5 separate regions of the Mus musculus genome follow, and regions 1, 3, 4 and 5 are each linked to region 2. A link is a contact called in public HiChIP or PLAC-seq and promoter capture Hi-C data. All regions are on one chromosome and are shown on one strand. The core of a region is the stretch at or near the end of the contact, and the rest is flanking DNA. Distances in the headings are between cores, read along the strand shown. Region 1 holds the start of Anpep (alanyl (membrane) aminopeptidase). Region 2 holds the start of Hddc3 (HD domain containing 3). Region 3 has its middle 20 kb from the start of Zfp710. Region 4 overlaps Iqgap1 (IQ motif containing GTPase activating protein 1). Region 5 overlaps Crtc3 (CREB regulated transcription coactivator 3).

The links. Promoter capture Hi-C pulls out the DNA fragments that hold promoters and counts their contacts. HiChIP or PLAC-seq counts read pairs in DNA pulled down with a chosen protein or histone mark. Capture Hi-C pulls out chosen DNA fragments and counts their contacts.
Region 1: a promoter capture Hi-C map of pancreatic islet shows a contact between it and region 2. The contact joins the promoter of Anpep here to the promoter of Hddc3 in region 2. A contact is called at or near these places in 3 of 39 promoter capture datasets (embryonic stem cells, liver and pre-B cells) and 1 of 9 other capture datasets (pancreatic islet).
Region 3: a promoter capture Hi-C map of embryonic stem cells shows a contact between it and region 2, with 3 times the contacts expected there. The contact joins the enhancer-like site here to the promoter of Hddc3 in region 2. A contact is called at or near these places in 5 of 39 promoter capture datasets (the C10 cell line, embryonic stem cells, hematopoietic stem and progenitor cells and 2 more), 1 of 15 datasets of contacts at CTCF or cohesin (large pre-B cells), 2 of 115 datasets of contacts at active chromatin or transcription factors (embryonic stem cells and large pre-B cells) and 1 of 9 other capture datasets (liver).
Region 4: a contact with region 2 is called in an SRF HiChIP or PLAC-seq map of embryonic stem cells, with 8 times the contacts expected there. The contact joins the enhancer-like site here to the promoter of Hddc3 in region 2. A contact is called at or near these places in 8 of 39 promoter capture datasets (the HPC-7 cell line, HPC-7-derived erythroid cells, embryonic stem cells and 4 more), 5 of 115 datasets of contacts at active chromatin or transcription factors (embryonic stem cells, large pre-B cells, pancreatic cancer cells and 1 more) and 2 of 9 other capture datasets (adipose tissue and liver).
Region 5: a contact with region 2 is called in a promoter capture Hi-C map of hematopoietic stem and progenitor cells. The contact joins the enhancer-like site here to the promoter of Hddc3 in region 2. A contact is called at or near these places in 13 of 39 promoter capture datasets (the 3T3-L1 cell line, 3T3-L1-derived adipocytes, the C10 cell line and 7 more), 2 of 484 Hi-C or Micro-C datasets (bone marrow-derived macrophages and liver), 5 of 115 datasets of contacts at active chromatin or transcription factors (bone marrow-derived macrophages, embryonic hindbrain, embryonic stem cells and 1 more) and 2 of 9 other capture datasets (adipose tissue and pancreatic islet).

The regions. Positions count from the first base shown.
Region 1 is chr7:79,845,972-79,851,670 of GRCm38.p6, forward strand. Anpep (alanyl (membrane) aminopeptidase) reads right to left here and starts at 2,239. Exons shown (of 21, transcript NM_008486.3): 1 at 2,174-2,239.
Region 2 is chr7:80,341,095-80,346,127 of GRCm38.p6, forward strand. It overlaps Hddc3 (HD domain containing 3), which reads left to right and starts at 2,043. Exons shown (of 4, transcript NM_026812.2): 1 at 2,043-2,155; 2 at 2,445-2,500; 3 at 2,622-2,862; 4 at 4,554-5,003. The coding sequence starts at 2,044. The coding sequence ends at 4,684.
Region 3 is chr7:80,003,416-80,008,650 of GRCm38.p6, forward strand. No RefSeq gene overlaps it. Among named protein-coding and RNA genes, the nearest start is that of Zfp710, 20 kb to the right of the region's middle. Within about 2 kb of position 1,941, at least 17 of the 459 cell types and tissues checked have an H3K27ac peak or open chromatin away from gene starts, as enhancers often do.
Region 4 is chr7:80,742,187-80,747,273 of GRCm38.p6, forward strand. It overlaps Iqgap1 (IQ motif containing GTPase activating protein 1), which reads right to left. Exons shown (of 38, transcript NM_016721.2): 16 at 1,932-2,022; 17 at 1,607-1,774; 18 at 850-992. Among named protein-coding and RNA genes, the nearest start is that of Crtc3, 56 kb to the left of the region's middle. Within about 2 kb of position 3,260, at least 68 of the 459 cell types and tissues checked have an H3K27ac peak or open chromatin away from gene starts, as enhancers often do. A contact at or near this core is called in embryonic stem cells and stem cell-derived neural progenitor cells, where this site is marked.
Region 5 is chr7:80,649,957-80,655,339 of GRCm38.p6, forward strand. The region is part of intron 2 of Crtc3 (CREB regulated transcription coactivator 3); the gene reads right to left. Gm51450 (a long non-coding RNA gene) reads left to right here. Exons shown (of 3, transcript XR_003946653.1): 2 at 661-747; 3 at 1,890-5,383. Among named protein-coding and RNA genes, the nearest start is that of Gm51450, 4.8 kb to the left of the region's middle. Within about 2 kb of position 2,550, at least 63 of the 459 cell types and tissues checked have an H3K27ac peak or open chromatin away from gene starts, as enhancers often do. A contact at or near this core is called in the HPC-7 cell line, bone marrow-derived macrophages, hematopoietic stem and progenitor cells and 2 more, where this site is marked.

The DNA.
Region 1 (5,699 bases), core at 989-3,488, 490 kb before region 2:
ACACACCCCACACACTCACAACACACAAACAAAGCACACACACACCACACACAAATATATTTATATATACGTGCACACAAAAACACACACATACACATACCACATACATATATCATACATAAACACACACCAGACACATACACAAACACACACATACTCACACCACATACAAACACACACCACAAATATACATACATGCCACACATCAACACACACGTACACATATCATACACAAACATACTATATACACACATATACCCACAACCATACAACACACACACAAACAAACACAAACATACCACACAAACATAGGCACACACAGGCAAGCACACCACACATACACTAGGTAGTCTGGGCTCCATACCACATCTCAGTTTATCTCCAAAGCTCTCTGAGTTCTGGTGTCAGCACTGTGAGACTACACAGCAGGGAATTCGGGGATAGTGTGTAGCCTCTCTTCCCACTCTGAAGTAGCAGTGTATAGAGCCAGGGTTAAAACCAGGCCCCAGAGCAGGACCATCCTGGCTGATGGCCTATCCCCATGTCACAGCTGGATTGGGCTGGGCTGGGCCAATCCCCAGGGTGCTTCCTTTGGGAGCTCTGGACACTCCATTCTGTGGGAACCACATTAAACCCATGGCAGGTTGACCTTTGTGAGCCAGAGCAGTGTCCCTGTGGGGCAGGGACAGAGGGGCTTTGTAGGGCAAGCGAAGTGCACTAGTCATACAGTCCCACACTTTCTTTGATGGAAGTGGCTTTAAAGGCCACAAGAAGGACAGATTCCCTTCAGTCAGACCATGATCAGGAATGGGGAACTGTTCTGAGAAGTGATACTCATAAGACGGGGGTCAGCAGAAACTGCTACAAACACAGTTCTGCAGAGGCCTTGCCCTGCCCTCATAGGTATAATCTATAGGATCCCTCAGCCTGAGGTGAGTGGCTACCAGCCTGCTGGGATTCTGGGCTGAAGGGCGAGCACCTTGCAGCGGCCCCCTCAGGAACTCTGCAGGGTATGCATGTGACCCTAGGTTCAAATCCTGTGGAGTTGGGGGAGAGTACCATAATCAAATCCAGAGGCTGAGGCAGGAGGATTGCCTAGAGATCCAAGCCAACCTAAGCTATACAGCTCATTGCTCAGGTATTCCACAATCCACCGTAGCCACAGTCCTAGTTCCTGTACCTGGCCTGTCACATGTAGGAAAAGCTCCCTTCCCCATGGGGAATTGTGGCCAGTCTTCCTGTTTGGTGCCGGGCCACCTCCTTCTTACTAGCCACCCACGCTGACAGAGGTGGGAGGCCACCTGCTCCAAGTTCTACTTTCACAAATAAACTGGCCAAGGTCCTGACATCCCTAGACCTCAGATCCATCAGTCACAGAAGTGCCCTGAAATCTCCCAACAGCACATGTCACTGGTATCCTCAGAGCAGGATTGGGTTTTAAGTCACCAAAGCCCAGACTCTCCAGGGCAGGCAGCCTGCCTTATTGGAGGTAGTCTATTTGGAAAGACCCCTCTGCTGAAAAAGCTTGGGTTGCCACCAGCTCTGCTCTCTGGAGGCCACCGCAGCAGAATCCTGGTGCGCATCCAGGAGGCATGCCTATCTATGCATGGGACGAGCACAGCAACCGAGGGTCTAGGATAAAGTCTAGTTCCCGTCTCCTCACAGAGGCTGGGGCACAGGGCCAGGGCCGCCGCTCTAACCCGACTGGGACTGTAGAGCAGAAACATGTGTCTTTGCTCCGTGACTTCCAGGGGTCAGCGTGCACCTTCTGTTCCACTCGCGCCATCCCTAGTCCTCTATACTTCAGCCATTCTGTATCCTCTCATCTCTGGCTCCGTCCTCTATGTGTCCCTCACCACCCGCCCTCTAACCCTTGAGTCTGGCCACCAGACTCCAGCTACCGTTCCTGGGCTCCAGCCACCCCTTTTTCTCCAGGCCTGGCCATCTTCTGTCACCAAGGCCGGAGCTTCCCTCGGAGCCCTGCAGACACCTGGAGGCCAAGAGCCGCTGGCACCCTCGGGGACTCACTCCAACAGCTTCGGCAGCTCCCGGACCTCAGTTTACCCATCTGAGTAGGGGCAGAAGCTTCAGTTGGCTCCCGCACCCCAGATGCCAAGCCCCACACCCGGTGTCCCCAAACTTCCGCAGCCCATGGCTGCCTTCCCACACTTGCCTAGGACTGCACGCTTCTCCGAGCTGCTCCTGCCTCGCCTCCGCCCGCCTGCTCTGGCGGGTTAAAGGGAAGTAACCCGAGCCCACCACCGCTCCGCCCGAACTACACCCGCCCCCCCCCACCCGGCTCCGCCCGCGCTCCTCCCCGCCTGCACGCAAACAGCCGCTCCCCCGACGGTGCGGCCCCTGGCCCCCAGCGCGCCAGACCCAGACCTCTCGCCCTCACCCACCCACACTTCGCGCCGCCGCTGTCCCAGTGTCTCGCCCACCACATCTGGGAGACATCTGCAGCTGGAGGGAGGGGCTCACAGCCTCAAAAGTTTACAGGATAATCCCCACAGTTCTGGAGGCTTTCCACAGAACTTAATCTGATTATCTTTTCTTCTTCTTCTTCCTTCTTCTTCTTCTTCTTCTTCTTCTTCTTCTTCTTCTTCTTCTTCTTCTTCTTCTTCTTCTTCTTCTTCTTCCTCCTCCTCCTCCTCCTCCTCCTCCTCCTCCTCCTCCTCCTCCTCCTCCTCCTCCTCCTCCTCTTCCTCCGAACTTATTATGTAGTCCAGGCCAAGCTCAAACTAGCAACAATCCTGCTTCACTGCTACACTTTTTCCATGAGCCTGGATCATCCACCAATTCTAACTTTTTCTTCCTTTCTCTTTCTCCCCTTCCTCCCTCTCTCCCTCTCTCCCTCCCTCCCTTATTTTCTTCTAGTACTGTGGTTTAAGTCCAGTGCCTCATGCGTACTAGATAAGTGCTCAGCCGTGAGCTACATCCTCAGCCCTTTTCTTTTTTCTTTTATTTCTTTTTAAAGGAAAGGGCTCACTGAATCATCCAGGCTGACCTTGAACTCACTGTAGCCCAGACTGACCTTGACTTCAGCCTCTCCAGGCCAAGCTCTGGCTAACTCTTGACACCTAGGCTGTCTTCAAGAAGTCAAAGTTATTAGAAGCCTCTAGCAAATAAAGGATTGCATCCAGGAGTTTATGCTTCTTGTCCCCATTCCGCTTCGAGATACTGTGTGTTCCAGGGCACTCCCTCCCTGGGCATCTTTTTTATTGGCAATTCAGGGTACCATTTCTATTAGTTTCCTATTGCTGCTATAATAACACAAACTTTAAAAGACACATGCTTATTCTCATACTGTTTATAAATCAGACTCACTGTACTGAAACTCGGGGTGTCCGTGGGAAGCTTCCCTTCTGGAAGCTCTAAGAGAGAGCATCTTTGTCTTTTCCGATGGCTAGAGGCACCCACATTCCTTGGCTTGAGGCCACCTTTGGAGCGAGGAGTGACCGGTGCTTCAACTCTCGGCTTTGTCATTCTGATACTGACTGGCTTCTCCCATGCGATGCACCCATATAATTCAAGGTGATCTCCCTGTTCCAAGGGAGACCCTGAGCTGTCGAACCCCATACCTCTACTTACCTGTAGGAACTCCGGTTTAGAGGCATCGTAAATGATGTCCTCTCTACATTCCCATCCTCTCCATTGCTAGACAGCTTAGCTCTACTCTTGCCCTACCTCATGGCCAGGGGGTTGCTATGCGATTGCCCTCCTACTGAGTCACACCTTGTCCCAGACTAGCCTTGTTTTCTTCTCAAACTGTCCCTTCTTTTGGGATCAGATGGCTGGGCCAGGGTGCCTTTAGGCAAAGCCATGAGGCAATTCTAACTGTTCTGCTGGATTGCAGCTTTCCTAGAGTTGTGAGTTGCCTGCAAAATAAGAGTCAGTGGGCCCCGGAGAGCTCTGAGAGTCAATTTCAGATTTCCTTTTGCTTCAAGACCCACGCCTGCCTACTTCCTCTGTCATATCTGGCATGGCTGACAAATCAAAGATGGGCTAAGGCAGGCCAAGAGAGAGTGAACTCTGGGCACGCTCCCACCTCAGTCTTGGACAGGGGGTGTATTGAGAGGAACCTGCAGTAGGAGAAGGGCGCCTGCTCTTTGAGGAAGCTGTGGGGTTGAGAATGAAGGTGGTTTTCGGGAACTCAGCCTAAGGGAGTTGAAAATGTATGTATAGGCTTCTTGCTGCTGTATAATTCATAGTAGTGGAAAGGAAAACATAGCTTAAGCATTCTGCAATAGGGGCTTGGCTAAATAAATTATAGTCCTCTCATATGGTGACATACCATACCATCATTAAAAACACGTCATGTTTTGGCTTGGGGCATGGCTAAATGGATAGAGAATGTTCAAGGCCCTGGGCTCAATGGATCTCTACCACTGAAGTAAATGTATGTAATATTTCATATATAGCAAAACATACATATTTCAGTGAAACCACAGGGGGATTTTTTAAAAGGGGAACCTGAGAAGAAAGAGAGCCTGTTTAAGTGTTTTAGCAAATCTGAGGCCTCTAAAGAAAAATCAATACATTTGACTACATAAAGAATTAAAATTTCAAAATAACGTGAGAAGAAAGGGGGTAAAAACATTAAAATGTCAGCATTATGAGCTAGGAACATGACTCAGTGGGTGAGTGTGCTTGCTGTGCAAATATAAGATCCCCGGCTCCCATGTAAAGAGCAGGCGTGGTGACCAGGACCCCTGGAAGAGCAGTCAGCATTAACCGCAGAGCTGTCTCTCCAGCCCGTTTTGTTTGTTTTTTTAAGACATTGTCTCCTATAGCCCAAGCTGGCCAGCTTCTATGGCCAAGCTGGAACTCACTATGTAGCCAAGGCTGGCCCGAATTCATAATTCTCTTGCCTCTGCCTCCTAAGTACTGGGATCATAGGCATAGGCCTGGAAAGATACTGGATAACTCTTGATAAAGTAAATAAAGATTTTAACTACAAGATTTTTGTTGTTGTTTTTGCTCCCAGTTCAGTGGTAAAATACTTATCCAGCATACAGGGGCTCAAAACCCAGAGAGTCTGAGGGGAAGCAAGGGATGAGGGAGGGGGGCTACTTACTAACTAGTGATGTATCCTGTCTGCAATCCTTGCTGAGGCAGGAGGATCTCTATTTCAAGGTCAGCCTGAGCGACACTGAAAAATCTGTGTAGCTCACAGATTTTTAACGTAAACACTATCAGCAGCAACAACAACAATAAAGCTGGCTGGGAAGGCTGGGGCCAGCAGAACTCTGAGTTTGAGGCCAGCCTGATCTACAGAGCAAGTTCTAGGATAGCCAGGGCTACACAGAGAAACCCTGTCTTGAATAAAGAAAACAACAGCAACAAAACCCCAAGCTTTTGAGTGGGTAAGTGGACTGGGGCTGAGGCAGAGCAGGGGGAGGAAGGCAAGCAGGTCCCTCCAGCCTTGCTGGTGGATGTGCAACCAGCTGAGCAGCCAGAGATGGCTTGGTTTGGCAATATTTATCATGACAATCATATCTCCCTTCCACCCAGCACTTTCAGAATTGTATTCTACGGAGCACACGGGAGATGAGGAACTGAGAAGGTTTTTCTATGCAACATTATTTATAGCTGGAAGTTTCCTAAATGTCCATCAGAGAGGTAAGATGAATTTAATTGCCTGCCACTGTGGATACAGCTGTAACACACAGGCTCTACACTATGGAGCAATCCCAGAG
Region 2 (5,033 bases), core at 793-3,292:
CTTCTGCATCCCGTGTAGTCTGGCACAAATGGGGGTGGTGAGCCAGGGCTGGAGAGAAGCAAGACGTCTATAGAGAAGGGAGGTTACCCACATCCCCTTCACCCTGCTCAAAGTGCAAAATGGGGTCCAAGTCCCAAAGAGAAGAGAAGAGGAGGCTCTCTCCACCCCTCACCATCAGATCTCCCGTACCCCAAGTCACCCTCAGAGGATAGGGAAAGTATTATACCTGAGAGGTCGGTTGGCTGGGCAAGATTCATCCAACTGAAAAGCAGTCCCCCACACAGGCCTGTCAGCAGGAGCCCTGGACCTCTCCCCTGGAGGCCCATAAGAAGTCGCCTCCACCTCAGTCGTAGTCCTAGGAATCCAACAGGGGTTCTAAGCCCTGGCTACAGACAAGAAGGAAGCTGAAATTAAAGTCCCAAGATTTGCAGGGGTGAAAACTCCTCTATTATAAGCTTGTGGAGAGATGAGAGTGATTGGGTCCTATCATCTGCTGGGAAATGTGAGGCCTTTGGCTCTAAACTGCCTATGATTTCCTAAGCAGAAGGGAGGAAAGGAATGCCAGGAGAGAAAAAGTTGAGCCATTGTCAAAAAGGAAGAAAGAAAGAAAGAAAGGAAAGAAGAAAGAAAGAAATGAAATGAGCGTGTGAAGCCAACTGTGTTTCTATCTACCCATTCCTCAATTTCTAGGCTGCACGGACACCTTGGGGGATATGGATTATTCCATTTTAGACCCCAGAGACCTCTGTTCAGCCTGTGGGGCATCCCTCTGTAACTGCAGCGCCATGGCAACCACCAAGCCTGTCAGAGAGTCCAGTCATTAGGCTTTCCCCTGAGCCTTATCTCCCCAGCTGCCAGCCCAGACACAAAAGCTACCTGCCTGGTGGAATACACTTAGCAGCTGGCTGTCTCCACTTCTCAGAACCCTTTGGGGAGATGCCAAGGTCTTGCTTATCCCTCATACTTCAGAGCTGCCAACGCCAAGACGGGATTTCTCCAGAAGATCCAAAGCTCGATGGCCGGTAAAGAGAGAAGGATTGTTCCAGTGCCTACCCAAGCTAGGCAACACTATGCTCCTGAAACCGCGGGGACAAGACTCACTACCTCAAGGGCCCAGAGCAGAGGTCTGGGGACTGAAGCAGGCTCCCTCATGATTCAAGAGATGAATGCAAACGGTTTCTGTAGAAACAGTGTTGTGTCCCAGGAGCCCACATCTGAAGCAATTAAGCAAGATCCAACTCTCCAGGTCAAATCCTAGCATCTCTAGGGCCAAGATGTTAGGTTCAGATGCCCAAGATAACAGAGACTGACCCTGTGAGGAGAGCGATGTTTGGAGCACGTTGAAAACGGTCTGGGTGTTGTGCCAGGCTGTAGATGGCCTTTTTCTCGTGGAAGACGCTGTCTCTGCCTCCCAGGCTAGATAAAATGGGCTTTCCCCCCACGATCCCACGGCCACCCGTGCCTTCCAGCTCTGTACCCAGCACTCTGTGAAACTATCACTTTTGGTTTTGTCTCCCTTTTCTGCAAAGACTGTTAGTTCTACTACGTCCTGGGGCATGGTGGGGAGAACGCTGCACCAGCCGCTGTGATTGTTGAAAACTTCTATATCCAGGATCTCGGTCTTTAAAGAACCTCCGTTGAGAATGGGATGATGGTTCAGTGGGTAAAGTGCTTGCTGCACAAGAATAAGGACTTGCATTCTTTCAGATTATTGCAATAGCCAGGTAAAAAAGCTGGGGATGGCAACCTACGCCTGTTGTACTGTGGAGGCAGAGACAGGAGACTCCTTGAAACTCGTTCGGTAGCTAGTCTTGCTAAATACCTGGGCTACAGGTTCAAGGAGAGTCTTTGTCTCCAAAAACTAAGGTGGAGACTTATAGCCTCTATAATCCACACGCACGCGCACACACGTTGGGGGAGGGGGGATGAATGAATTACAGCTTGTTAGAAATAGTTCCGTTCTCCGAGCCTCCGAAGCGCCAGGCGGCGCTATAGGTGATTTGTTCGGACTCCGAAGCTTCAGTCCCTCGCGCCACCAGCGCAATGGGCTCGGAGGCAGCTCAGCTGCTGGAGGCTGCTGACTTCGCCGCTCACAAACACCGACAGCAGCGACGAAAAGATCCTGAAGGGACTCCCTACATTAATCACCCCATCGGTGGGCGCGCCAGTTGGGAAGCAGCCCTCGCGGCCCGTGGCGGGTGGGGACTAACTGGGACGGGAACACAAAGCGCATATAAATTACTGAGCGCCTTCTTCGAGTCCCAAGCGTTGTATCAACCACTTTTCATGCGTTATGCGTGTAAGCCTCACCTGGGGTAGAAGGCAGGAGTGCTCCCTTGGTACAGTCGATATCCCAAGAGGGTAAGGGACTTTCCAAGGTCATCCAGCTGGTGAGGTGCTACATCTGGCTCCTTCTAGACTGACTTCTGCTTTGCCCCTGCCAGGTGTAGCCCGGATCCTAACCCATGAGGCTGGAATCACTGATATTGTGGTGTTACAGGTAAGGCTACCCTTCTCTGCCAGGAGGCTGGTGCGGGAAACCAGAGTACTGTTGAACAATGGGTGCTATTTATTTGGCTAGTAGGTTAGTGTCACTGGGCTGAATGGTAACCTATCCCCAGGCCGCCCTGCTCCATGACACAGTAGAAGACACAGATACTACCCTGGATGAGGTAGAGCTGCACTTTGGAGCACAGGTTCGACGCTTGGTGGAGGAGGTAACAGATGACAAGACTCTGCCCAAACTGGAAAGAAAGCGGCAACAGGTGGAGCAGGCACCACACAGCAGCCCAGGGGCCAAACTGGTGAAGCTGGCAGACAAGCTATACAATCTGAGGGACCTGAATCGCTGCACCCCTACAGGTATGCTCTCCTACTGGCTCTGAGGAGAGAGGGGGAGGGGATGGCCAGCTTCTGAAAATACAGGTTGGTTAGATTCCCAGAAATAAGTCGGGGGGTAGAGTGGGGAGGGGTGGTCGTAACACCTCCGACTAAACCTCTGTCTTAGTCAGGGTTTCTATTCCTGCACAAACATCATGACCAAGAAGCAAGTTGGATCTCATGGAGGCATTTCCTCAACAGAAGCTCCTTTCTCCGTGATAACTCCAGCTGTGTCAAGTTGACACAAAATTAGCCAGTACAATTGACCCCTTGTCAACTTGACACACAAAAACATCACTAGTAAGCCTCAACCCTTACAATCTTATTCATCCCCAAGATCTAAATAACTTTAAAAGTCCCACAGCCTTTACATATTCTTAAAATTTCAATCTCTTTAAAATATCCATCTCTTTTAAAATCCAAAGTCTTTTTACAATTAAAAGTCTCTTAACTGTGGGCTCCACTAAAACAGTTTCTTCCTTCAAGAGGGAAAATATCAGGGCACAGTCACAATCAAAAGCAAAAGTCAATCTCCAACCGTCCAATGTCTGGGATCCAACTCACGATCTTCTGGGCTCCTCCAAGGGCTTGGGTAACTTCTCCAGCCAGGCCCTTTGTAGCACACGCATCGTCCTCTAGGCTCCAGATGCCTGTACCCCACTGCTGCTGCTGCTCTTGGTGGTCATCTCATGGTACTGGCATCTCCAAAACACTGCATGACCCCTTCAGTCCTGGGCCTTCAATTGCAACTGAGGCTGCACCTTCACCAATGGCCTTCCATGGCCTCTCACAGTACCGAACCTCAGCTGCTTTGCGTGACCCCTTCATGCCTTCAAAACCAGTACCACCTGGGTGACCCTTACATATTACCAAGTCCCACTGCAGCAGGAGTACATCCTTGGCCATCTCTGGAACACTGCCTCTTTGTGCTTTCAGAAAACACTTCCCAGAAGATGTCACCTCAATGATGCTGGTCTCTTCTTAATCACCGCTAATTTCTTAGCTCCAGCTAACCAGCATCAATAGTCCCAGTAATGCAAAGTTTTTGCTTGGTAGTTCTGGTATCTTGTTAATCACAGCTGATTCTTCAGCCCCAGCTAACCAGAACTACAGAATCTTCACAAACAAAACAGCAATGGCCCTGAAAAGAGTCTTTAATTTTCCCTCTGAAATTTCACAAACCAGAGCTCCATCTTCTGCAGTGTTCTCAACATTATCTTCCAAGCTCCTACATGACATCCGACAGAGCTCTTAACAACGGATGGATCTTCAAGCCCAAAGTTCCAAAGTCCTTCCACAGTCCTCCCCAAAACATGGTCAGATTGTCACAGGAATACCCCACTCCTGGTACCAATTTGTCTTAGTCAGGGTTTCTATTCCTGCACAAACATCATGACCAAGAAGCAAGTTGGATCTCATGGAGGCATTTCCTCAACAGAAGCTCCTTTCTCCGTGATAACTCCAGCTGTGTCAAGTTGACACAAAATTAGCCAGTACAACCTCCTAGAATAGTCTTCTTCCCTAAGGTGGGAACAGAGTTGCTGGGTCATGGAGAAGTTGTCAGATCATGCCATCGCAACTCACGGCCTTGTACCAAAGCCTGCCAGGAAACAGGCAAAAGCCGATGCTGCCCTTGACACCACACAAGCAGGTTTCTGTCCACTCTGGTGCAGGATGGTCAGAACACCGAGTCCAGGAGTACTTCGAGTGGGCAGCCCAGGTGGTAAAAGGGCTTCAAGGGACAAACCAGCAACTGGAAGAGGCACTAAAGCAGCTGTTCGAGGAGCGAGGGCTGACGCTCTGAGCCGTTCTCTGTGCCATCCTGCAGCATGGCTCCAGCAAGGTCCAGGAAAGATGGGATTCTTACTGCAGCGTTCCAGAGCCTCCTCATTTCCCACATTCCATCACTCAACCCTGACATCACAGGCTAAAAACGTCTGTGTTTTTTCACTAAGGTGGGCCCGGAATATGGAAAGCAGATATGCCCCTCCATCCAGGCACTAACAGCCTTTCTTTAAGTCTTGGGTCTGTTTGCATGGTGAGACCTCTGGCCCCTCAGGGACCTAAGATTGGAATAAGCGTCCGTGGTTTAGTCGTGGAAAATAAAGCACTTAGGTAAAGGCTTAAATTGCTGTTCTTCCTTCTCTGGTCTC
Region 3 (5,235 bases), core at 691-3,190, 340 kb before region 2:
GACATACAAGCAGGCAAAACACCAATGCACATAAAATATAAATAAACCAACCAACCAACCAACAAACAAACAAAAAGAGGGGCTGGAGAGATGGCTCCGTGATTAAGAACATTGACTGCAGCCGGGCGTGGTGGCACATGCCTTTAATCCCAGCACTCGGGAGGCAGAGGCAGGTGGATTTCTGAGTTCAAGGCTAGCCTGGTCTACAAAGTGAGTTCCAGGACAGCCAGGGCTATACAGAGAAACCCTGTCTCGAAAAACAAAACAAAAAAAAGAACATTGACTGCTCTTCCAGAGAGGTCCCGAGTTTAATTCCCAGGAACCATATGGCGGCTCACAACCATCAGTAATGGGATCCAATTCCCTCTTTTGGTGTGTGTCTGAAGACAGTAACAGCAACAGTATACTCACATACATGAAATAAATAAATCTTTAAAAGAATGAAATAAAAAAAAAAAAGAAAACAGAAAGTGGGGGTGAGCTTTGATCTAGAAAGAAGTTATTTACACTTACATTTAGTCAAAACACCACTGGTGTGAGAGGATGTTTGTGTGTGTGTGTGTGTCTCTGTGTGTGTGTCTGTGTGTGCACACACTCTCAGCTGCATGTGCTCCTGTGTAGGCTATAGACTGACTTAGGGTATCTTCTCCTATCGCTCTCCACCTTTTTTTTTAAACAGAGTCTCTTGCTGATGCCAGAGCTAACAGGTTTAAGTAACTCTTGATATTTATCTCCACCCCTACCCCAGTCCTAAAGGGATGGGCCAGCACCACCTTGTCCAGCCAGCACTAACACGGGGTGCTGGGGATCTGAAGCTGAACCTCGTGTTTCCATAGCAGACACTGAACCCAGAGAGAATATTTTCTTTTTTTTTTTTTTTTTAAAGATTTATTTATTTATTACATGTAAGTACACTGTAGCTGTCTTCAGACACTCCAGAAGAGGGAGTCAGATCTCCTTACAGATGGTTGTGAGCCACCATGTGGTTGCTGGGATTTGAACTCCGGACCTCTGGAAGAGCAGTCGGGTGCTCTTACCCACTGAGCCATCTCACCAGCCCCGAGAATATTTTCAAAAGCTTGAGTCTAGGGCTGGGGTAGTGGCTTAGTTGGTAGGACATTTGCCTAGCATGTACAGTTTCCACTACCACAGAAACAGGTCAGGGTGGCACACAAGTGTCATCCCAGCACTTGGGGGCTGAAGGCAGAAAGATCAGAAGTTCAAGGCCAGCCTGGACTGCTTGAAACCACCAAAAATAAGTAAAGAAAAGAGAGATGGATGGATAGTCTGACTTCTGAGCCCGTACTTAAAATAGTTCCAGTCTGTTAAAGGGAGGAAGGAGACGGGGGCTGGCCCTGGCTGAGAAGCAGAGGGGGTCTTACTCGGGCTACAGCTTCAAAGGGGAAACAAGAATTAGTCCTGGATGCTAAAGAGCATGGAGACGGGGGGGGGGGGGGGGGGGGCAGGCTTTCAGGTGGTTCCGCATGGTCACTGGGACTATTGAATGAAGGCCAGTGTGAGGCAGGCTTGGCGCAGAAGCTGGCAGGGGCTGGGAACTGTTTTACACAAGCGATTCATCAGGAGAGTATCCAGGTGAGGTGGGCCGGCAGCCACGAGCCACACAATTCAAATCTCATGAGTCCTTAGCCACTGCTGAGGCAGACGCTGGAGAATGGCAGTTCTCCTCCAGTAGCAAGACCTGTGTGGTACCTAAGCCTTAAATATAGCAGCTCTCGAGGGATCCTGCTCTTAACAGACCTTTAGAAAGAGAAACAGACTTCAAGAGGTTCCACGATTCCCATGGATCTGGGGTTTAAATCCTGGTTGACTGGAAATGGAGAGCTGAGCCTCCTTCTGCGGTCGGTTTGCTCTGTGTGAGCAAACAGTAGGGATCTGTGCAGCCTAAGAGAAGGTGCCAGTCTCCAGGGCTTCCACCCACTGCAAGCCGACCTGTCAGGCTGGCTCGGTGGCTCGGCGGGCGGCTCGGCAGGTAAAGGTGTTTGCTGCCAAGCCTGACAACATCGTTTAAATGCTCTGGAACTCACGTGGTGGAAAGAGAAAATCAACTCCAGGTTTTCCTCACACACCCTTTGGTACTTCACACACACACACACACACACACACACACACACACACACACACACGCACGCACATTTCTTAAAACCCCATTTGTCAGCCAGGCTTTGTGGTGCACACCTGTGATCCCAGCACTCCAGAAGCTGATGGTCAGTAGTTTAAGGCCAGTTTGACAGACACAAGATGAATGAATGAATGAATGAATGAATGAATACCTAAGTAAGTAAATCCCAAGGCTCATCTTCCCTTCATGCCTTCTGGATATCAAGGAGGCCACAAGGTCAATCTTTTCCTGGAGGTGACACCTGTCTGGGGGTGCTGGACAGTGAACTCCGAGTTTTGCCTGCGGTTCCCCAGTGCACCCCTGTTACAGGAAGGCCAGGGAAGTGAGGGACAGGCTACAGGAGGAACAGCCACAGCCCTGGCGGCTTCTCTACTTAGAAGGATGTGGGCAGGGGACTCCCTCTGCCACTGCCCCCTTGCCTCTCCCCTCTGGTCTGGGAGAATTTCTCAGGTATGGTGGGTGCTACCGCCCAGATGAGATGGGGGAAGGACAGCAAACAGCTACAGCTTCTCCTGACCTTGTGTTCACGCAAACTTCTCTTCATTTTGTTTTATTTTTTTTATTGGGGGCTGGGGTGGGAGGTATTGAGCTAGGTTTTTTAAATGTAATGGTCCTGACTGTCCTGGAATTTGATTTGTAGACCAGGCTGGACCTCGATCTCACAGAGATCTGCCAGCCTCTGCATGTTCTGGGGATGGTCTAAATGACCTGGCGTGAGACATTTTCTAGAATTTTCTCTTGAGTAACCTGTCTTTTTTTTAAATTCATATATTATATATTACATGATATATATGTGTGTGTATATATATACATATATATATACACACACACACATATATATACACATATATATATATATGTATGTATGCTAACCTGCATCTAATAAAAAATAGTTTTAGAAATATTTAAGGGCTGGAGAGATGGCTCAGTGGTTAAGAGCACTGACTGCTCCTCCAAAAGTCCTGAGTTCAAATCCCAGCAACCACATGGTGGCTCACAACCATCTGTAATGAGATCTCATTCCCTCTTCTGGTGCATCTGAAGACAGCTACAGTGTACTTAGATATAATAATAATAATAAAAAATTAAGGTAGTCTGCCTTTCTGCTTGTCTTGGAACTTTTTCTTCTGGGCTTTTGAGAGAGTTTCATGTAGCTCAGGGTGGCCCCAAATTCATCTGTAATTGGATCTGGCCTGTAAGTCCTGGTCCTCTGGCCTCTACACACCAAGCCCTGAGGTTACACGCCTACCTTACCACACCCACATGACCACTCCTGCCTCCTCCTCTTATTCTTCCACTTCATCCTCTTTCCTCCTCCTCCCTCTTTTTAGAGTTTTGAGGTAAGATATCAAATAGCCAAGTCTGGTCTTACACTCCTGGCCCTTCTGCCTTTGTCTTCCTAGTGCTAGGATGACAGGTGTGTGCCGCCGTGCCTGTTATATTTGTATTTTGGATGAGAATACTGTCTTCCTTTCCTTTTATACCAGCCTCCAGAAGCCCCAAGTCAACCTTGACCTCTCCCCCCACGGCCTCCAGAGTGCTTTGTCATGCTTTATATGTTGTTTAAATATATGTTGTTTGAGGTCAAAGAGCTGGCTCAGCTGTAGAGAGCGCTTGCTGCTCTTGTAAAAGGCCCAAGTGTGGTGCCTCGCACTCATATCAGGTGGCTCACAGTCATAACATCAGTTCCAGAGAAGATCAATTCCCTCTTCTGGCATCATCTTTGGGCACCATATACACACGCACACGCGCGCGCACACACACACACACACACACACACACACTCACACACATACACACAATCATGCATACAGCACACACACACACATTTACAATTATGTATTGAAAACAATTTTCTTAAAATTGTCAAGCTTGACTGATTTACCAGTAATACCCTCTTTCCCTTTGATTTCTATAAACTCTAAACTTCAAAAGCTATTGCTTCACTGGGTATCTGAAAATTTTCTCTTTTCCTTCTTCCTTCCTTCCTTCCTTTCGTTCTTTCTTTCTTTCTCTCTCTCTCTCTCTCTCTCCTTTCTTCCTTCCTTCCTCTCTCTCTTTCTCTCTCTCTTTCTTTCTTTGTTTCTTTCTTTCTTTCTTTCTTTTTTTGGTTGTTTGAGATAGGGTTTTTTTTCCTCTGGGTAGCCCTGGCTATCCTGGAACTCTGTAGACCAGGCTGGCCCTTAACTCACAGAGATTCACCTGCCTCTGCCTCCCGAGTGCTGGGATTAAAAGCATGAGCTACCGCTTCTGGCTGTTTTCTTTGATTCACCACAGGACCATAGTTAGGTCATATGCTTATATACTGTGAATGGAATCTACTTGTTGTATTATGTGAGGTACTAATTTTTTTTCACATAACTTGCCAGCTCGAACTTTGTGTGTGTGTCTGTGTGTCTGTGTGTGTTGTATGTGTTTTACTTCTATTTGTTTCAGTTGGTTTGGTGGTGAAAGCCAGGAGTGGGTGCATACCCTTGTAATCCTAGCACTCAGGAGGCTGAGGGAAAGGCTGTGAGGAGCCAGAGTCACGTGCTGAGAGGCTGTCTGAAGACGGAAGGGTGCTGTGTATGTGGTTCAGATGCTGAAGTGCATGCCTAGCAAGAGCGAAGCCCCAGTTTTGATTTCCCCGTGCTGAATAAATCAGATGTGGTAGGTAACCCCAGAACAGAGCGGGGCGCAGAAGTAGGACAATCAGAAGTTTAAGGTCATCCCAACTCCACAGCACTTTCAAGCAGACAGGGCTACATGAGAGCTTGTCTCCAAAAGAGAGAAAAGGGAGATCTTCGTTTCATTTGGAGATGGATTCTCATTCTAGAGCCCAGGCTGTGAGCACAAAGGACCCTCACCCCACCCCCCAGTCTCTTGAGTAGTGTATAGGTAGATCTCATGCCTGGTAACCCCAAATAATTCAATATAACACTCTGTCCCTGTCCTGGTGCCTCCATGACACGTTACAATGTTAATGGCGTTGTCACGCCTGGAGTTAGCTTTTTGTGGAGGGTGGGCTATGGAGAACGAACCTTGGGCTTCTCACATGCAAAATGCATGCTCTGCTCCCGTTCATTAATCCATTTAATTTTTAGCAGGATCTCAGG
Region 4 (5,087 bases), core at 2,010-4,509, 400 kb after region 2:
AAGTATAATAACAGAAACTGTGAGACTCGCGGGAACCAGAGAGGATGGTAACAGACATTAAGCAATAACATGCCGGTGAGAGACTTCCCTCCTGAGGGCATTTGAAGGGTGCCTGTCCCATACAATGACAAGTGCAGAGTCGGGTATGGGGGGTGCAGTCCTTGCCAGTCACTGGCTTTACAGGAGTAAGAGATTAGGTCATGTGTTAAAGTCAGGGAGGACCATCACTCCCGTCCTGTACATCAGTTCAGGACCCACATGTAAAGCACTGTCTAGGCCTGGCTGTGCCTAAGGAGGTCCTCAGCCCAGCACTGGTCCCTCCCTCACTGCGGTCCCTTCGGCTGCACCCCCATCAGACAGCCGCATGTGTATCTTTCCACACAAGGTCCTGGCTTTTCCACCCTCAGTGACTTTCCCCTCTCCGTCCCAAACATTCTTTCCTCTTTCCTCACCTGTTTAAAATGTCTCTTGGTTTGCCTTCCTCCAGGACAGAATTAAACTTTCCCTAACATGACAGTACTGTGCTAGAGCCCCGTCTCTGCCCGCACTCCTTGGCTCTGTTCTGGGCCTGATGTTTCCCCAACAATGAAAGGCCAGGAGGCAGAGCCCTGGGCCACCCAACTTTTAAGAACCACAGAGTGAAACTCACTGAGTTGTACAACTGACATGTTTTCCATCTCAGACTTCATCACCTCCAAAACCACTAAAGCATGATTACTTCAGAATTACTCATTGCCCAGTCTACATTGGAGTCCAGGACTACCAGCCACAAGCATCTCTCCTCTGAACCAAGAGTAACCCTGAGGCACTTTCTCTCAGGTCTTTCTTGTGAGAAGAAAGGTGGCCTACCTGGATCTCCTCTCGAGAAAGCTGCACAGAATTCTGCACAAAGTCTGGGGGCTCAGCCCATCCTCCTGCTTGCGTCTCCAGGTTGTGGTAGTAATGGTACCCGCCTTTCACCCAGTGCTTCACCCACTTGCTGTTATTATCTCCTGTTGTTGGCAGAAAACAGAGGGGGAAAGACAGTAACCCAGAGCCACACCCCCACACTGATTACTCTGGTCAGCTTTGAGAACCTACACACTTTCTAAAACCTATTCCTTGGATCCAACAGTAAAGGAACATCTCGTGTGTCCCCTGGGCCTTGGCTGAGTAATGTCTGGTCTATGTCATGCATGTCATATTGCCTAGGAGGGTCCATCACAGAACCAATCATACTATTCTTACAACTCCTCTGTCTAAATCCTGCAGTCAAAACACCGTCCAGAAAAGACGGGCCATGCACCCTTCAGCACTACCGTTCAGGAATGAGAGAGCTACAACATTTTCTCTGCTGTGAACTTCTGTCAGCCGTCCACAGACTCAGATAGTCAGAGCTGCTGACATCCTAGGAAATGCGAACAGCCAAGTATCTCGGATCCTTTCCACGCTCTCAATAAAACTGGTCTAGTTCACGCAGCTATCTACAAGCGTTCAGAGTTTAGGACTATTTCCTGCAAAGTGAGCCTAAATACTGTTTATCCACACTGCGTATCTTGGCCTACATCTGTCTCCTGATATGCTCAAGGGCTTAGCTCATGGACATATGTACCCCCCCATGACCCACCTGCTGCCAGTCTCTTCTTCTTGGCTTCAGCAAGGTCACTCTGGTACGTTTCCCCACATTCGGGGATCACTCCATATAAGCCAACGTCGGGAGAACGTAGGGCACTCAGGGTTCTGCCAACATCACCGCTGTCTACTGCTTCATTGATGGCAGAGATTCCTAAGGCAACTGTCTCGGAAGAGAGTTATTAATGGAGCAATTTAGGGGCTGTCTGTGTTCACATGACTTCACCCAGCATACCTACTGGCCAGCTACCCTGCCCAGCACCTGTTGACCTCACCCTCCACCTACACGTGAGCCAGACAACAGACACATGGATACTTACACCTCTGGGCCTCTTGGGTGTCTTTGTTGGACTGCCAGATTCCACCTTGAATTTCATCCAACCATAACACAGCTGACTCATCCTGTGTTTCCTACATATGATTGAAAGCAAAACAGTACGAAAGCCATGGTGAACATCAGGGTATGTGTGATGAGGGCCTTCTGGGGCTCAGCTACAGAAGAAAAAGCTCCACAGATGAGCCGTGGATTAAGTGAATGAAAAGAGCCAGGCATCAAATACCCTGCCCTAAAGTTAAACAGGAAATGGCTCCAATGTAAGCAATGGATGAATGAATGAAGGCCACTCAAACTGTTCAGGAAGCTGACAGCCGTGGAGGGCGCAGGAGCAGGTACACTGGGAAGGGGCCCAGGGACTTGTACCGTATGACAAAGGCCAGAGTATGTGTATTAATACACAAGGTCCAGAAAGCTTCCTTTGCCCTTGAAACACACACAGAGGCAGCTCAAATTCTCCAATACAACCAACGCTTATGTCTTATGTAACCGGATCCTTTTCCTTCTCAGATTTAAAACCTGGAGTTACTGCTACTGCAAGAGTTCTTTTTTGTTTGTTTTGCTTTGTTTTTTGAGACAGGGTTTCTCTGTGTAGCCCAGGCTGTCCTGGAACTCACTCTGTAGACACGGCTGTCCTCAAACTCACAGAGATCCACCTGCCTCTGCCTCTGCCTCCCAAAAGTTGGGATTAAAAGTGTATGCCACCATGCCCTGCTTAAGCCTTTCATTTTAAAATCATTTGCTGGAAACTAAACACACATGTCCACACACAGGATTCTAATAAATGGTGACGAGATAGCCAGAAAAGCTGTACAGTCTGAGCGGGCTCCTGTGTCAGAGGTGATGGAGCAGAACTGGCTTGTTTCACTCTTGCTATAGTTTATTTTTCCTTAAGCTAACATGTAAGGGTTCAATATAGGATTCTGATGCATATACCATTTTATTATTCACCCCCACCCTCCCTGATCCCCCCCCCCTTTGCTGGTTTCTTGTCTCCCTTCAAATATTTTTCCTCATGTGTTCATGTTACATATACTGAAGATGGGGAATGGCCACACACAATTCCGAGTCCTCAAAGTACTGTAAATGCTAACATCAACTGCAGGGTGAAGCCACAATGCGGCAGCCACAGGCTGTGACTCCAAGAGCTGAGAAGTCAGAGGCAACAGGGCGGATGGTCCTAGTCTGCAAGAGAAACTGCCCACAAACGCTACGACCAAAGCAAAGGCACTTCCGTGGGCTGGAATCCAGCCATTGCGGGTTCACTGCTAGGCTGATCTCACATGCATTCCAAGAAGAATCAGCTAACAGCAGAGCTGGGAGGCCAAGGGAGAGCCTTCCCCTGCAGGGAGAGAGCGCTCTGCAAGCGTTCTGACTATTCACAGTCCTATCCCCCACTGCCCCATGCAGGGTAAAACAAAGAGCTACGGTTAACCTTTCTTTCACACATAATCCTCACACATAAGGACCAAACAATGGAGCTAAGGTATGAAAGGCAAGAGAATGAAGAGAAATTGGTCTGGCATATGCTCTAACTAGTTCCTGGTGGCTTACACACAAGCATGTGTATACAGATGGGAAGAGAGTTTTAAAAGTCACGCATGTACATAATAGTAAAGTGATGCTCACCTTGGGCATTAAGACTCTCCTACCCAGGGACTGGTGATCATTCTTACAAAGTGCTCCAAAGGCACCAACTTCAAGTAAGGAAAGAAATGAAATGGCAGACTCGGGACTTCTAAGAAACTTCTCACTAAAAATCCTGGCTAAAAATAGCATGGATTAGCTTTTGTAAGCTGACAAGATGAAGGAAGGTTTGTAACAGTTAAGAGCTGACACAAAGGCATTTCCCACTGAGTGAGAAAGAACGTGAGCTCGGTGCTGTTCCATCTTCCCACAACCTATCTGGTGCTCCCTGGGAGGTCACCAGTGCTTCCCCCCCCCCCCATCCCTTATCCTCATTGGATGACCAGGGCCTTCCCCAGCTGTTTAGCATCACTGATGCTTGTGGTGATAATGTACAGTCTCACCACCACCACCACCACCACTAACCAAAAACACTGAGAAGGCAAATCTGGAGAAGAGGTGTGAGCTGTGAGACCCTTGACCTGGATGGGAACCGAGAGGGCCACACCTGGTACAGATGGGGTGCAGAGACTCTTCTATAAGTGATTGTGAACATAGGGGAGGCAATGACACAAATTTTATAATGATGTATCATATGGCCTGCAAATTATATTCCAATAAAATCGAAAGCTCTAAGCTCCGTGTCTGACCAAGCCTGGAGAGAAAGCTGCACAGCTGTAAACAGCCTGCCTACTGAGCGGAAAGCACAAAGGCCCCTCAGCAGGGCAGGGAGGCCCCTCAGCAGGGCAGGGAGGCCCCTCAGCAGGGCAGGGAGGCTTTACAGGGTCTAGGGATTCAAGGACACCTGTCCAATTGTTAGCAAATCACAAGCTGATTAGGGAGATTTTCCTGCATGTACATGACAAAGACAGTTCACAGAATTCAGAAACGCCTTGAACAGCTGTGCACCTGCAATCTCACTGAAGCAAGCCCCCATCTCAACAAAAACCCTAGAACACCAAATAAGTGATGCATGAGGGCAGGAATCTGATTTCTGCAGTTAACACATTATCAGTAGAATGTTTTGTTGCCAAATAAAACACACAGCAACAACAAAAATAAGGCATGCAGGGACTGGACAGACATACAAACCCACCAGACGACAGACAGATGCTACCACTGAAGTGCCTCAAGGTGAACTTGTGGGCCAAGACTCGGATCAGCTATTTTATATATGTTAAAGAATTAGTGGGGATTGCGGCAGGCACTAAAGTATGACAACATTACCTAGGAGCATCAACAGAGAGAAACCACACTCTTAAACACAGAAAGTACAATAACTCAAGCAGATTTGATTGTGTACGAGGAGGGAGAAAGTCAACTTGAAGACAGGTCAGTTCTGATGCTCTAGTGGGAAAGTTAACAAGAAAAGGGGAGAGAGAAGTGAGTATTGCAACAGGGTGGCAGGGTAACGTCGAGCCAGTGACAAAGGATGCACAACAAAATAAGGGCCCAGGAGACTCGGCTTCTCTGGAAAACTTCTCTCAGCCCCGGGATCACCACAGACACAAAGACA
Region 5 (5,383 bases), core at 1,300-3,799, 310 kb after region 2:
TATTTGCCAAACACAGCTTTTCTCGATAGAACATTCTGCTCCAACTTCTTGTGGGTCACAGTACAACACCTCCTCCTCCTCCTCCTCCTCCAGGAAGGCTTCCTTGGCTGCAGTCTGGATTAGGCAGCACTCTGAGGTGTTCCAGCTCTGCATTCCTCAATTGCAGGTTTATCACATAGTATTAAAAATTGTAAGATCATCTTCCTGTCCCACTGGGCTAAAGTTCCACCTAGCAATGACCTGGCACGTCTGGGTCATGACCATATCTCTAGCATCAAGCAGGGTGTCTAGACCATAAACTGTATTCAAAAAATATGTGAAGGTTTCTCATTTCCACAGCTTGTTGTGTTTGAGAAAGGGTTTACTTTGTTGCCCAGGCAGGCCTCAAACTTTAACAATCCTCCTGCCTCAGCCTCCCAAGTGCTGAATTACAATGAACTGAACAAAACTACCAGGTGGCATGAGCACATTACACATAGGTTAGGGACACAGGACAGGGAGGCAGATGATGCTCTTTCCATCCAGATACAGCTGCTGCTGTGTCCAGTGGTTTTGTTCCCTGTGTTCTTTCTTAGTGTCCCCGAAGCTGGGCATGTGACAGGGCCATTCTGGTTCGGGAGTGCTTTGCTGCACCAAAACTTTTGTTTTATTTTTGAGCAGTGTACATGCAGAGTAGACATGCTGCCTTGCTCACCGCTGGAGATGCTAATGCTGCCCTCAGTAATGACCGTGTTGCTGAGACCTCAGGTGGGTGTGCTAGAATGATAACCACAGTTTGAGTTCTTCTTCAAATCACTTCTTTTTTTTGGTTTGTTTTATCAGACAGGGTCTTATGGAGTCCGGACTAGCCTCAGATCTGCCATGTAGCCAAGGACAGTCTTGAACTTCTGATTGTTTTGTCTCTGCCTCCAAAGTTCTGGGTTTAAAACATGCCTACTTGGCTTGTTTCTTAACCTTCCCAGTTGTTTGTTTACTTGCTTGCTTGCTTAAAGCAGAGTTTCACTACATAGCCCTGGCTGGCCTAGAACTCACTATGTAGTCAAGGCTGGTCTCAACCTTGCCACAATTCTCCTGTCTCAGTCTCCCAAAAGCTGAAATAACAGCTATGTCCTACTATCTCTAGCCTAATAACAACTTAAAAAATAATGATTTAAATTATAGCCTTCTGGGTTAGCTAGAGTAGTCATTACTTGGTGTCATTAGGACAGTAGCATAATATACGTATTACTTAAGAAACTATTACAAGTTTCCTTGCATATGCTTGCAGCCCAGAGTGTGAGATCAAGAGCTGGAGTGCAGCATCTGTCTAGCATGCAGAGGGCCTGGGCATTCATTCCTGCTGCACACACAAGCACAGGAGATCCCACATGGCCTGTTCCACTTCTCTACTCATGTTTACAGAGAACCCCTCCATAAGAGTATAATGGTTTACTCTCTTATGATAGTCTCCCTTTATATAATCAATCGAAGAAATCTTTTGTTTTGGTTTTTCATGGTACAGTTTCTCTGTGTAGTCCTGGATGTCCTAGAACTCTCTATGTAGACCAGGCTGGCTTCAAACTCAGAAATCAGCCTGCCTCTGCCTCTCAAGTGCTGGGATTAAAGGCGTGCACCACTACGGCCCAGCTGAAATCTTAATATTCTCTATATTAATGAGAAACATGATCTTAAACTGCTTTTAAAAGACATGTACCAAATTTCAATGTCTTTATACTAGGCACAAATTTCAGTATTCTCACCAACAACAAAGAGTTAACTCAAATTGTTTCCTAACTGAATGGGTTAAAAAGTCTGAACTGTTAGCCTAATAATAATTAGCCTGAACTGGCACTTAGAGTGCACATGACACAATGCTAATGTTTCACAAATGTCTTATTTAATCCCCACAGCAACTCTGTGAAGAGGGACTAGTACTACCCCAATAAACAGATGAGGAAACTGAGGCTCAAGCACTCCATGTGCTGCAAAGCTCAGGAAGAGAAGAGGCAGGGTCTGGCCCGGGCTCTGGAACTCCTAACTGCCACCCCACCGGAGGTGCAACATTTCACTGATTACAGTGACAACAAACACTTCCAAATGTCTACATGGCTTTAGTTTCCTACGTCCTGATGGTCTACCTATGGGAAAACACAACAAACTCAAAGTGCCAGAGGTTGCTGAATCCAAAGATCATGAGACTAGGGGCACAGCGAAGGGGAGCCCTTGCCCAGCTAGGGACACAGCGAGGGGAGCCCTTGCCCAGCTAGGGGCACAGCGAGGGGAGCCCTTGCCCAGCACAGCTGGGAAGCTGCAGTCCTGGCAGGGGCTCGTTTGCCTTTTCTCCGTGACTTGGATGCACAGTTCTATAAGTGTCAAGAACCAAATGTAGGCAGAGAAAAATCAAACAAAGGGTACCAAACAGTCAGAGAGTGCCAAGTGTCGCCCCTCACAGCTCCTGGAGCTCCTGAGGCATTATGTCCACTTCATTCCTCGGTGTGAAGCTGGGAGACCAGAGTGCCTCGGCCCCAATGATGTCATGGGGTTAACAAATGAAGAAAGCAGGAAACGGTTTCCTTTTTTTTCTTCAAGAAATACTCTGGTTGAATTTCCTTAACAGGTTTCAACTTCTGCATTCAGAGAAAATAGTTCTGTTTCAGAAAACCAACAAAAGAAGAAAAGCCATTGCCAGGACCTCTATGGTTACAAGCATAAACTCTAGAACAAAAGAGCCTGGCTTTAATCTGCCGGTACACAGCTCTGTGGGCTAGGAAGGTCCTTGAGCCTTGTTAGCCTCCATCTTTGCCCACATACATTAGCTGGGGACAGTAATAGCACCTACTCTGGGGTTCCTGGAAGAAATAAATAACATATGCAAAGCCCTAGCCACCGTGTATGCTACGTGGTCGTTTCTATGCGCCCAGTATTGGTAGAGACAGATGTAGCAGAAGCACAAACTATTCCTGGTAGAAACCTGATTGAAAGAAGGGAAGGAAGTCAGGTATTATGAAGCTCACCTGTCAGAGAAACAGAGGCAGGAGGATCACTGTGAGTTCAAGACCAGCCTGGTCTACATAGTGAGTTCCAGACTAGCCAAAGCTACACAGCAAGGTACTGTCTCAAAGGCACAAAACATAAAAAGAAAAATGAAAAAGAGAAAAGAAGAAAGAAGTGAATTTCCTCTCTACTTGAGAAACAAAGGCAAATACCGTGGCAAATTGCACCGGGCTGCAAAGCTTCAGACTGGGCTGCACAACTGCGGCTAGACAACAGCAGCTGCGGCTGACGGCTAGATCTCTCTCGCTTCCAGTTTTCCACCTATGTACTGAAAGAGTGCAGTCTGCTCTGCCGCTACAATTTTGTTATTCCTCAAGGGCAAGTAATCAAAATGGACAGAGGACTGTGACAAAGAGGGCCGCTGCTGCTGCCAGAACCCAGTCAAGGCTACACAAGCGCTCCCAGGCCCTTTGTTTAGCAGGCTCGCCACTCTGTTTTAAGTTACATTTAACTCTGGAGCTTTTCTAAGCTCTTATTTTTTTTTCTTTTTAATTATCATATAATAACTGCATGTATTAAAACTTTTAGATGACTACCCTGATTAATTAACTTTAAACAACTGTCAAAAACTACTCAGAAGCTAAACAGGCACAGACTGGTCCAATGTATCTGTTGAGCAACTTCATGAATGCCAAGATGTCGGTGAGATACTGAAGAGATAAGTTCGGGCATGGACACTTCAGGGGAGGGAAGACCATGCTCAGAGTGGCCATGTCTGCTCTTGCTGGGTAGCTCATACCCCTGGCCTGGCTGCCCCCTCCCAGTGGAGAGACCACTTCAGGGAGCAGACTGCTAGCTCTGGCCTTTCCTGACCAGGTTCCAGCGTGAAATGCTCAGTGCACGAGCGTGGGACCGCCACAGAGACACACTTCCTTAGAAGCTGAGGGAGGGAGGGAAAGTTGGCTGAGGGGTGAAGGTAGGCTTAGATTAATAAAAAGATTGCTCAGGTGGCCGAGGGAATGAAAAACCAACACATAATCTAAGAGAAGAGCCAAGCAAAAGTGACGCCACCGTGACTAGCTGAAGGGTCCAGGAGGGGAAAAAAAAAAAAGGTAAAGCAATTATACAGACTGGAAAAGAATAAAACACATGATTGATTCTGGGTATTCTATTTTATTTGCTAAATAAGAGCAAAGGCCTGGGAAAGATAAACTGGGTCAGAGTCATGACACCGTCACTTGCCACTGTGCGACCTTTGGTATGTCACTGTGAAAGCATCAGTATAATGGGGATGAAGATGCCAACCTGCACTCCAGCAGGAGAATGAAGTGGCAGAGCACACAGACAGAGCTCAGACACTCAACACTTCTGTCCTCCGAGCACCACCGGACTCCTGCCTAGAGACTGGAGTGTAGCTTAGGGAAGTGGGTTCAACCCGCAGTACCAGAGCCAACCTGAGACCAGCAGGTGCAGGAGTCCTGGAATCCAGGAGGCAGAGGCAGGAGAATCAGTACAAGCTCAAGGCCAGCCTGGTCTATGTTGAGAGTTTCAGGCTAGTTGGGACGAGATAGTAGGCTGTCTCAATCAAATGAGCCCCTCCTGGCTAACACTGTGGGGAAGTGTTTCCCTCTGCACTCGGAAATTACACCAGGGCTGGTGAGGTGACTCAGTGCATTAAGTGTTTGCTGCCCAAGACTGAGGTCAGCCCTGGAGCCCATGAAAGAAGAAGAAACTCTAACATACACTAACACACGCTAGGTGGGGATCGGGCACGCACGCACACACATCCACACATCACACACAATAATAAAAAATACATGTGTTAAAAACACGATGACACCCTCAGAACCCAGATGGTGAAAGCAGGGAACCAACTCTCCTTGAAAGCTGTTCTCTGACCTCCACACATACCCTGTGGCTTCCAATATCTACAAACACACATGTGCGCACACACAGACACATAGACAAAGAATAAACAAACTAGAATCTCTGGAAGTCTAGCTTAGTGGCAGTGTATTTGCCAGCACTTATAAAGTCCTGGGTTCAATTCCTAGGATCCTCCTACTCCCCTCAAAAATGGGAAGTGTGAGCTGGACCTGCTGGGGCAAGCCTAAGGCTGGAAGGCTGAGAGCTCCCAGTCTGTCTGAGTTACAGAGCAAGGAGGAGGCCAGCCTAGGCACCTCACTGAGACACTATCCCAAAATAAACCATTTAAACAGGGATGAGGACACGGCTCAATGATATGAGTGCCTACTTAGCAAAAGCCGCGTTCAGTCCCTGGTACTGAGAGATGGGTATCGAACAGCTACTACTGTGACTGCCTCCAACGGGTTTTCAGGAGAAAATGGGAGGGGAAAGCTTTCTGAAGTTACATCCCCAAGAGTAAAGAAAGAAAAGAGCTAAGACACCA